Linked DNA regions of Mus musculus: region 1 is linked to region 2. A link is a contact called in public HiChIP or PLAC-seq data. All regions are on one chromosome and are shown on one strand. Each heading gives the region's core, a stretch centred on a gene start, on an enhancer-like site or on the middle of the called end of the contact. The rest is flanking DNA. Distances are from core to core; before and after follow the strand shown.

Region 1 (5,241 bases), core at 2,501-5,000, 51 kb before region 2:
ATTGTAGAACCCCAAATCCTTAAACAGTAGTTATAGTCCATGAAATGGCCCCCAGAATTCTTGCTTTGTGTGTCCAGACGTTTAAATAAAGATGGATCTAGGTGGATCTTTCTTTATTTTTTCTTCTTTTAGCAATAAAAAACCAAACCAAAACCAAAACCGTATGGTGGTTTGCTTCAGTCTCTATATACTTGACCATGCAATGACTGAGGAGGCCAGAGGAGGGCGTCTGGATCCTCTGGAACTGACATTACAAACAGTTTTGAGTTGCCCCATAGGTACTGGGAATTGAATGTAGGTCCTAAAAGAGCAGTCACTGTAATTAACCACTGAGCCATCTCCTTCCTCCACCCCATCCCACCACCCTCAGATAAAACTCACTATTTGACTTTAGGTGACCTGAAACTCATTATGTAGACCAGGTTGACCTCAAACTCAGAAATCTGCCTGCCTGCCTGCCTGCCTGCCTGCCTGCCTGCCTGCCTGCCTGCCTTTGGCTTCTAAGTGCTAGAATTAAAGATGCTCCCATTCAGAGCTTACTTCAGAGTTCGAAACAGAATTTTTCTTTTGGTGATAGGGTAAGTGGAGTATAGTAGTGCGGTAGCAGCCCTAGACTCCACATTCTGAGTACTTCTACAAGACAAAACAGCCTTACACTCCCAGTTTATACAAATCTAAAGTGTCAAAAGAGATGCATTCTAAAGAGTTACATGTTTCTGGATTCATTTAGAAGGGAAACCTGCATCTGTACTCATCACTGGCATTCCCAGTTTTTAAAATTTGAAACATTCCTAGTCACTTCCAGCTTTAATTGTTTGCTTTTTTTGGAATTAGAACATTTTGTTCTAACTTGACTGGTTTGAAAGGCCTGGAACTATTTGATATTTATAAAAGAGATGAGAGGTCTCTTTCATTTTAATTTATATCTCCATGCATATGAAACAGGGCTTTTTAAAAGAAAAAAGTAAAGCAAGTACAGGGAAAGAAGGCTTGATTCCTGTCGGAGCTGTTGGAATGGAGCCATGGGACTGATCCGAGACTGCCGAGCAAACAAGAGTGGCTCTAAGAAGTTAAGTGATTTGCCCAAGATCATAAACATACAGGAATTGGTATTAAGGACCCCCAGGTCCAATGTATTTAAACTTGTACTTTACTGCCCCCCCCCCCACACACACACTGTTCACAGCTGAATACTCATAGTTGCTGATATGTCAAGAAATTTGGGAATGGAAAGATAACGAAAAAGTGACAGCAGGCCAAGGAGAACAGATGTGGAGTGGTTTGTGTGTGGTCTCAGCACTCAGGAGGCTGAGGTGGGAGGATGACTTGAGACCATGAGTTGGATACTTCCCGGGCCACCATAGTGGGAACCTATGGAGAAAGAAAGAGAAGGAGACAGAGAAATGGAAGCTACAAGGATGCTGGGAGAAAAACGAATGTTTGGTCTAAGGATTTAAGTCAGCAATCCCATGCTGAGACTGTCTTTGAATATTTTGAAAATATACCTAAAAACAGCAGAGAGAGGAGGGAGAGAGGAAGGGGGAAGGGAGGGAAGGGGAGAGAGAAAAGAAAGAGAAACTTAAGTACTTAATATCTAATTATCCTATTCACTGTGTTGGAAACTTAAGTAATTTAATATGCCTAGTTGTGTAAAATTGGAATGATACTGATAAATTTATCACTGAGCTAAATGAAGATGTACTAAAGGTAATGTTTGTGTCAAGTGATTTGTAAATTCCAAAATTCCAAAGTTGTCATCTTTAAATACTATTCAGAATCACACTTCTTAATTCTGGAAACAGAAATCTTGCCAGAAATTTGGCAAAGTTTATTTGTAAATCTCAGATGGCCTAGGAAGCAAAATGACACAACCTAGCTGCATAGGCCTTGATCTTTCTCCAGCTAATGTCAGGATTTCCTTTAGTGTCAAGGCCTGAAAAACTAGTTGCTCTACATTCTTTTGCAACAATGCATTTATTCTCTTTTGCCTGGAGAGTCAAAGACAGTACATTTATTACTTCTGTGGGGCAGAGGACGCAGGCCCAGCCTACTTTCTAATGAAGGCTGGGCAGGTTAGGAGTCATGGAAGCCACAGAAGAGCTGTGTGCTCCAGAAAAGCTTCATCCCGGGTTCTTTGAAAGAAAGTGGTGAGTGAATAGAGCATATGACATTGCTCTAATTAGTACCCCTTTTCTTTAAGGGGCCACATACTTTAGGATTTGCAAGCCTTGTGGTTTCTTTTGAAAGCCATAGAGAGCTCAAGCAAATGAGAATTGCATCTTCAAGGAAATTTCATTTACAAAACCAAACCACGCATCATATTTACTTTGGGGGCAGTAGTTGTTAGGCTCATGCTTTAACATTCTTCACTCAATTTTTAGTTGTTTTAAATCGTCCTACAAATTACTTACGGTAGTGCATACTACATACGGCATTACTGTCATACATTCTGGTATGATTGAAGCTGGGGTGAGGAAAGTTGGGGAGTAAAAAATATGTATGCCATATTCTATTCCACAGCAACAAAACTTAAAATACCTTCTTCACATCATGTCACTTCCATTGTATGTACTAGTTGCTGTACCTTTTTCTTTTCCTGTTAAAACCTAGCTATATGATCTGGCCCTTGTTTCATCTTATAGTAGATAGCAAACAGAAACATGGTTTTGAAGGAGAAAATGTGCCTCTGTTGCCAGTTTAAAAGTATGTCCTTGTGAGCAGATCTTTAAGGAGAATGTATATAGCCAAATCCAACACTAGATTGTAGACAAACCCTCAGCTGATCTTGATAGTAGTCAGTTGGGTCAAGTAAGACTCCATTTTTGTAGTGGTGTCTATGTGGTAGACCAGCATACTAACAAGTCTGTCTCTCTCAGCTTCTTTGATTTTCAGATTATAATATGTGTATGAGTGTTTGCCTACATGTTTGTATGTGCATGATGGATCCCCTAGAATTGAAGTTACATATAATTGTGAACCACCATGTATATGCTGGAGGTTGAACCCAGGTCCTCTGCTAGAACAGGTGCTCGTAAGCTCTGAGCCATTTCTTCAGCCCCCACAAACTGGTCTCTTAATTTGTAGAACAGTGTTATTTTTTTTCCTTCTGAAGTTGTCGGTTTGTGATTGGTTTTATGATGGAAACTGAAGGCTTGAAATGATTTTTAGCCAAGGTGATTGATAACGGCATATTCTAAGGTTCATCTTTATGTGAGAAGCAAATTATTGGTAGAATTGTTTAGAAATTCTAGTTTTCAATTTCTTTTTTCCTTTGCAATTTAGATGGTTATCTAACATAGCATGCACAAAGTAGTCTGTCTCATCACTTCCTTTCTTCCTCATCTGCTTATTCAGATTAACATTTTCTCTTCATTGCTCAGTTGCTGTTTTAAATGTAACACTTGAAGAGTTTTGGTTGGTCATTGAATACTTAAGCAAAGCTGGAACTTTAAGTGCTTTTAACAGTGACAGGAAGATGTGGTCAAAAAGTAAAAAGGTGCCAGGCGTGGTGGCGCATGCCTTTAATCCCAGCACTTGGGACGCAGAGGTTGGTGGATTTCTGAGTTTGAGGCCAGCCTGGTCTACAAAGTGAGTTCCAGGACAGCCAGGGCTACACAGAGAAACCCTGTCTCGAAAAACCAAAAAAAAAAAAAAAAAAAAAAAAGTGTGCAGGGCTCTGTGGTAGAGCACTTGCCTAGTATACACAGGCATGGGTAGTTGGGGTGGGAGTCCGAACCCAGATGTAATCTTAGTCCTTAGGAAACTGATGCAAATGAGTGTTTAGGCAAGCAGTGAACTGTGTAGTTGCTTAGAGGCCAGCCCCATGTTAACATAACATTCAAAGCTCCACAGTGCTGTAAGAACAATGACCAAAAAGGAGTGGGGATAGGGACTTTCTCACTTTTTTTTTTTTAAGATTTATTTATTATGTCTAAGTACACTGTAGCTGTCTTCAGACACACCAGAGGCCGTCAGATCTAATTACAGATGGTTGTGAGCCACCATGTGGTTGCTGGGATTTGAACTCAGTACCTTTGGAAGAGCAGTCAGTGCTCTTAACCGCTGAGCCATCTCTCCAGCCCTCACTTTTTTTTTTTTTTAACTTGGCTAATTGGTTGATTTGTGTGTATGTGTGTTTCAGAGGAAAACTTGTGGACATTGGTACTCCTTCCAATATGAGTCCAGGGGATCGAACTCGGGTTGTTAGGCTTGGTGACACATTACTTTATCCACTGTGCTGTCTTGTCTACCCAAGCAAGATAGGTGCTTTGAATAACAGAAAATATGTCTTGGTTTATGTTAAGTTGGAGGCACTGGAATGGTTGAAGATGATAGCCCAAAAGACCTATGCAGGCTGGATTAGAGACATTAATAAGGAATGATATGGGACTGTAGAGATGGTTCAATGCTTAAGAGAACTCGTTGCTCTTTCAGAGGACTTGATTCCTGGTTGTGTCCCTAGCACTTGCATGGGAGATCATAGCAGCAGTAACTCCAGTTCCAGAGGATCAACACTGCACACTTAGAGCATACAGGGGTGTGTGTGTGTGTGTGTGTGTGTGTGTGTGTGTGTTAGTACCAACACATACAATTGCTTTTCACAGTAAAGGCCTAAGATTTTTTTTACATTTAATAGGGAGAGCATTGTTTTTAGTTTTTTTTATTTAAAAAAAAAAAACAGGTTTGGTCAGCCTTTTAGCAGTAAACATTATTGATCAAGAAGTGGCCTTTTTTTGTTCTTTTGTTTTGTTTTTTCGAGACAGGGTTTCTCTGTGTAGCCCTGGCTGTCCTGGAACTCACTCTGTAGACCAGGCTGGCCTCGAACTCAGAAATTCACCTGCCTCTGCCTCCCAAGTGCTGGGATTAAAGGCGTGGGCCACACACCCGGCCACTTTGTTCTTGTTTTTTAAATAGGTTTTCACTGTATGGCCCAGATTACTTTCAAGATCTCTGAAACTCTTAACCTTTTGACCTCTGCCTTGAATGTGGAGAGAGTATGTTTTCCTATATTGGGTTTATGTTTTCCTCTAACAGTTTTGTTGTGTCATTAAGGGTGGGGTTGTGATTTTGAGATTGCTAGGCTCACAGCAAGTTCCTCAATTGTTGAATAGTCTTACCACTCAAGCCTTAAGTCTCTTTCTATCTTACCTTACTTACTGAAATTCATTATAGCCTCCAATTTGGAGTAAACCTCCTACTGACATCATCTTGAGTGCTGGATTACAGGTGTGCAGCAGAACA
Region 2 (5,764 bases), core at 1,242-3,741:
AGGGAGGCTAGACCTGGGAGCCAGAGACAGCTGTTTGCTCAGAAAAGTGTCTTAGTCACTAAAGCCTGCTGTGGGGAAAGTCCGTTCTCTGTCATGTCCTGGGAATCCGGATGGGCACAGGAAGGCCACTGAGTAACACTCAAGAGTAGCCACCTGTCCTCTCTGGACTCTCCTCTGCCTCCTACACACACACACACACACACACACACACACAAACACACACACACACACACCACACCCTAGGAAGAACTCTCTCTTGTCTCCCTCCTCTTACTATCAATGCACATGACCCTCCACGAGGTGCTGACCTTCAAAGATAGCCTCTGGGACCTCTGTAGGTGCTTCTGAAATCTAGCTTCCATCCCAACAGGAACTACAGTTCTCTTACCTTCCCCCAGCCTTGGATGGGGTAATATAGGCCATGAACTGGAAAAAATGACGAGGACCCTCTCCTGCGGAGTTCCATTCACAGAGAGAAGGGAAGCTTGGCAATCACCCACACGAGAAGGGGAGCATGGGTTCATAGGTGGCACTCAACTGGAGGATCAGATTTCCCAGAACAGACCCAATTTTAGATATCCCAAGTGCTGATAAGGGCAACCTGAATTCAAGTTCCGTTTCAGCTAAGATCAAAGCCTCAAAAGACCCCAGCAGCCACTTTCCGTTGTGTAATTTGAATTCTTGACTTGAGTCCCATCCCTGGGCCTCTGATTGAGAACTTGCAGTTTACCAGTCAGGAGAGACAATGCCATATATGGGGTGGGGGATATACGGGCTTCAGCTTATAGGGAGAAGATAGCTATATCTAGCCCTGGCACTTGCAACCATAGTGCGCACCCCCCCCCCGCCCCCAAGTCTAGAAACCTTCAGTTCTCAGTAGGTCAGGGCATGACCTATGCAGGAGCACTGCGCACTCCCAGCACCAGCAGCAGTGGGAGAGATTCAGGTCAGACCCCAGAATGCATCCCAGCTGGGCAGGAGGGTAAGGGTCGCTAGGGGTTGGGGTACAGGCTGCCAAAGGTAGCTTGGGAACTTCGAATCCTACCCACCCTCACGGTCCATAGCCCTCCCTCCAGCCCTCCCGCTCTGGCGCTCAGCAGATCAATGCTGCCTTTGCTGACAGCTGAGAATCGAGCTTGCAGCCCGCCCCCCCCTTCCAGCTAGCTGTGTCCCCCGAGATCCTCCCCGAGGAGTGAAGAAGAGTTTGCTGCGGAAGCGCTTCACCCTGGGGCAGGGCCTGCGGAGGGAGCGGGAGCGTCTGGTTTGGCCATCGCTTTAGGCTGGGGAAGAAGGAAGGAGGGCCAGCAAACCCGAATCATCACCTAGTACACGGTCAGGAGGGCGAGGGAAAAGGGGCCAGACAGCTCACAGCGGAGACGGAGGTCAGGCACCGAGAACTTTTTGCTGGAGAGGGGTGCTCCTAGAGAAAGTCCTGGTGGGGTGCTATAGGCCTTTGGGAGTGCTCTGTCCGTTCCCCTAATACTGGCCCCTAGTACGTTTATTTCTATACTTCTATCTGCCCTAAACAAGCTTTTCTGGGCTAGAGTGGGAGAAGGGGGTGGCGGGTGTGAATCCCACGGAGCGGAGATGGAGTGGGGAGATGAGGGCAGGTACGTAATCAGGGAGGGAGCGTCCCCTCTGCTCAGGGTGATCAACTGGGGTCTCCTCCTTCATCAACAAGACGGGAGGAGAGACGCATCTGGGCACAACTGTGAGCTACACCACCCCACACATCTCTCGATAGCTGTAGGGCACCGGGCCCTTCAAGTAACAACAGCAGGAGGAACGGAAGCTGCTGTCCCAACTTCACTCGGCCCTCAGCGCATTTTAAACACCCTGCACTAGAAACCGAGGGCACGACCCGACGGGCACACCTCCTCGCTTACATTACCCATCGCGCTGTACTGCCCGGTTCTGCACACTCTTCTGTACTCTCATCCATCTATCTATCCACCCACCCACCCACCCACCCATCCATCCATCCATCCACCCACTCACTCTGAACCCACGCAGACCCACGGCTGGCTAGCCAACTCTCACAAGTAGGCACTTCTCTGGACACAAACACCTCCACTCTACAATGTAAGTGTCCCTCGAGCTACCGCGGCCACAACTCCACACTCCACGCTCCACTTTCCACAACCACTCACCAGGCGTCCCAACCTCCCTCCCCAGAGCGGGCCACCAGGGCCACACCACTCGTACACGCCCGGCCTCGGGGCCCGGCGCGCTGCCCGCGCCACGCGCTCGGGGCCGGGACACACCGACTGGGCGGACCGCGCGCCCTGCTCCGCCGCGTCCGACCCGGGTCCCCCTCCCGGTGCTCTTCTCTCTCGCTCCCTCCCCGATTTGGGAAGGCGGCCGCGGGGCGGGCGGGGGAGGGGCGGGGCGGGGCGGGGGAGGGTGACATGTGAGCGGCGCGCCGGCGGCAGGTGGAAAGGCGAGCGGCATGGAGCGCGTAATAAGAGAGTTGGAGTCGGAAAGAGCCGCCCCAGTCGCCGGGGAAGCGGGCGGTCAGTACGGGCTCCCGCGGCCCCGAGGCTCCGAGCGACCGCCTCCGGACCCCGCACGGACCCGGCCTGGTCCCTAGCCCCCGCCGCCTGCGTGCGCGCCCAGGGTCGCCTCGCCGGCCCGGGGTTCGAGCCATGCGACTCTGAGCCGCCCGAGCGCGCCCCCGCCCCGCAACGCCCCGGTCCCCCGTCCGGCGCCGCCCATGGCCGAGGCCCCCCCGCGCCGCCTCGGCCTGGGCCCCCCGCCCGGGGACGCCCCCCGCGCGGAGTTGGTGGCGCTCACGGCCGTGCAGAGTGAACAGGGCGAGGCGGGCGGGGGCGGCTCTCCGCGTCGCCTCGGCCTTCTGGGCAGCCCCCTGCCGCCGGGCGCGCCCCTCCCTGGGCCGGGCTCCGGCTCGGGCTCCGCCTGCGGCGGCCAGCGCTCCTCCGCCGCGCAGAAGCGCTACCGCCGCCTGCAGAACTGGGTCTACAACGTGCTGGAGCGGCCCCGCGGGTGGGCCTTCGTCTACCACGTCTTCATGTAAGTTGGAGCCCCCGCACCCCTTGACGTGCCCCGGCTCTGACCCCGCATGAGCCAGACTCCTTGGGGACCGCCACCCCGCGCTGGCTCCACCTCTCTATCCTATTGCCCCGGGGCAGACCCTCACTCAGTTCCCCTCTTGGGCCTGTGCCCCCTTTTCGGTCTCCCAGCCTGACCTAACCCCTGATCTCCCAGCCTTGACCCCTGTTGCCCTGGCGTCTAACCTCTTCTGCCTGCTCTCCTTACTTTCATCCTGATCGCAGAGCCCCACTGCTCTGATCCGTCATTCAGCTTCTTGCTCTTCTCTGCTTTACCAAGTCCGAAGCCGCTAAAGTGGGACTCTCCTTATCTTTTGTTCACCTCACCCTCCCTGTGTCCCAGACACAGAAGACCCTAGCCCCTACATTATTTTTCTCCCCTCAGGCTCTGTAGTTATGTTGTGCTCCCACCTGGTCCCCTTGGAGATTTCTCTCTTCAGAGACAGGCTGTACCCAGATCAGGGCTGTCTAGGGTCCCTATGGCTCTGACAGGCCTGTGTGCTGTTTCCAACTTTATCCGTGTCTTCTTTAGTCTTGCTCCGCACCCTCAACTTCGAAGTACCCAAGGCAGCAGGCTGCCCTGCCTGCCCTGCCCTGTCCTGCCTTGCCCTGAAGGCTGGGCCCAGCTCTCCTGCCTTGCTGGCCAGCTGTACTAGGCCTGGCTCTGAGCATGGGGAAAAAGAAAGAAGAGAGGGGTATGTTTGGAAACAATGCCGCTGTGGGGCCCCTCCTCCTCTCAGCAGGCTCCTACAACTTTCAAAACACTGACCCCTCTTGGATGTAGAGAGTGAATTTTGGCAGCTCGGAAGGCAGTCTTGGGGGAAGGCCTGGTCGGACCAGGAACATGAGAGGCCCAGGCCATATCGGTTAAAGGGCTGGGCCTGGTGCTGAGATGCTGAGAAGTGCCTGGGAGAGACAATGAGCTGCTCTTACCACTGCCTGCTCCAGGGTCTCCAGGGCAGCCCGCTTTGTCCACCTGATAGTCACTTGACAATCTGTCCCTATGCAAGACTTGAGTTTCCCTTTGTGTGTGAGTTAGCTTGTCTGTTAATCTCTCTACCTGTCTGTCCCACAGCCTTTCTGTTGGTCTGTCTGTCTTCGTGCTTTGTGGGCCTATCCTCTTACTTATTTTGATGTCTGTGTGTCCATCTGTCTATCTCTCTGTTCACCTGCTTGGCCACCCTTCTATCTGGCTTTCCCCACCCGTGTCTTTCTGCTTGTCCTCCTTGTATGCCCTCTTACCTCTGCCCCATGAGTCCGGGGGGTGGGGGGTTGGGTACAGAATCTCAGGGGAAGAGGAAGATGGTACCAGGAAGAACAAAGAAAGGGAACTTTCTACAGACCCACTTAGAATACTTAGAGTGGCAGCTGTGGCTTTGTGCAGAGACCCCAGGCTGAGACTCTGCTGGGTGTAAGGCCAGGCTTTGGATCCCAGTGAATAATCAGGGGCAGCCCACATCTCAGTGCACCCAAAAGACCTGGACGGACGTCTGTTGGATGTAGCTGTCAGTGGAGTGATATAGTTCAATGCTGGTGGACTAGGGGCTCCAGTGTCCACTGAACATTAATACGCCAGAGCCCCTTATGTGCCTAGGGAGGCTAAGACACAGGGCACAGCTATGCTTTCCACAGGCTCTTCCCTGGAGGTGACTTTTCCAAGTCATGGCAGGGCCTAGAGAAGTCAGTTGGCTCCTAACTTAGTTCCTTGGCCCCAGGCTGGGGCCGTCAAGTAGAGATGAAAACAGCCTAACCCTGACCAACCACTACTGTAGCTTCTTTAGAGGGGCCTCCCTTCTTACCAGGAGCTAAATCGGATGACACCTTTGCCCCACATCCGCCTCTCTCCAGATGCCAGGAATGCCCTGGCTAGGGGCAGCCCTGTCCAGAACACTTGTCTCCAGGAGCTCAGGATGGAAGCGTTAATTGGAGCCCTAGGGGAAGACACATGGTGTGACAGTGTCTGGATGTTTAGGGATCTCAGGGAACTGGCTGTAGATCTTGGAGGTCAAGGAGACTGAGAAGGCCCTTCCTGTTGAGTGCTGTGGGGCACTGTGTTAGTTGAGAGCCTTTCTGAGCATTAGATCTGTAGGTCATTGGAGTGGGTAGAAATCCTGTATTTTGGGACTTCTTCATGAATGGGCTAATGGGTGGGAAAGAGATAACTGAACAGTTGTGTGGGTGAGAGGACTAGGAATGGGTGCTAGCACTGGGGGTGGGGAGGGAGCCTACACAGAAGTGTCTCTTGTTTTCTGTGACTTCCAGATATGGACTTTTCCAGCCTCTCGAAGTAGGGTCTTGCATGCTCTTGCCAAGAAGTGCTTAGGGTAGCATTTCTAGCGTAGCCCCACCCCCACTCCCTTTGAGTGGGGTGGGGTTCCCATGCTTGGGGCATCAGTTAAGAGCCTCAGTTAGGACCTGTTTCCAGAGTCCCAGGCCAAGGGTGGGGTCCCCACAGAAGAGCCTAGGAGAGAGGATTTGGGAAGGAAGATGGTTGAAATACCTCCCTCATACCAGTCAACTGGTCTCTCAGGACCCACACCTTCCAGGACTCCTACGGGTGGAGAATTGAGCCTCTCTTGCTCTCAGCTGTGCCTCTGGGAAGTGACTGGCAGAAGCCTGTTCTATCCTGTCTCCTCCTTGTAAAGAGCAGAACGAAGGGTCACTAGACCCTTCTGGGCTCTCTCTGTCTCTAGGTC

What was found. HiChIP or PLAC-seq counts read pairs in DNA pulled down with a chosen protein or histone mark.
Region 1: a contact with region 2 is called in an H3K27ac HiChIP or PLAC-seq map of embryonic stem cells, with 5 read pairs. The contact joins the enhancer-like site here to the promoter of Kcnq4 in region 2. A contact is called at or near these places in 1 of 39 promoter capture datasets (cranial neural crest), 5 of 115 datasets of contacts at active chromatin or transcription factors (CD8 T cells and embryonic stem cells) and 3 of 9 other capture datasets (adipose tissue, liver and pancreatic islet).

What each region holds. Positions count from the first base shown.
Region 1 is chr4:120,796,685-120,801,925 of GRCm38.p6, reverse strand. All of the region lies in intron 1 of Nfyc (nuclear transcription factor-Y gamma), which reads left to right. Among named protein-coding and RNA genes, the nearest start is that of Nfyc, 26 kb to the left of the region's middle. Within about 2 kb of position 3,750, at least 39 of the 459 cell types and tissues checked have an H3K27ac peak or open chromatin away from gene starts, as enhancers often do. A contact at or near this core is called in embryonic stem cells, where this site is marked.
Region 2 is chr4:120,744,126-120,749,889 of GRCm38.p6, reverse strand. Kcnq4 (potassium voltage-gated channel, subfamily Q, member 4) reads left to right here and starts at 2,491. Exons shown (of 14, transcript NM_001081142.3): 1 at 2,491-3,030. The coding sequence starts at 2,714.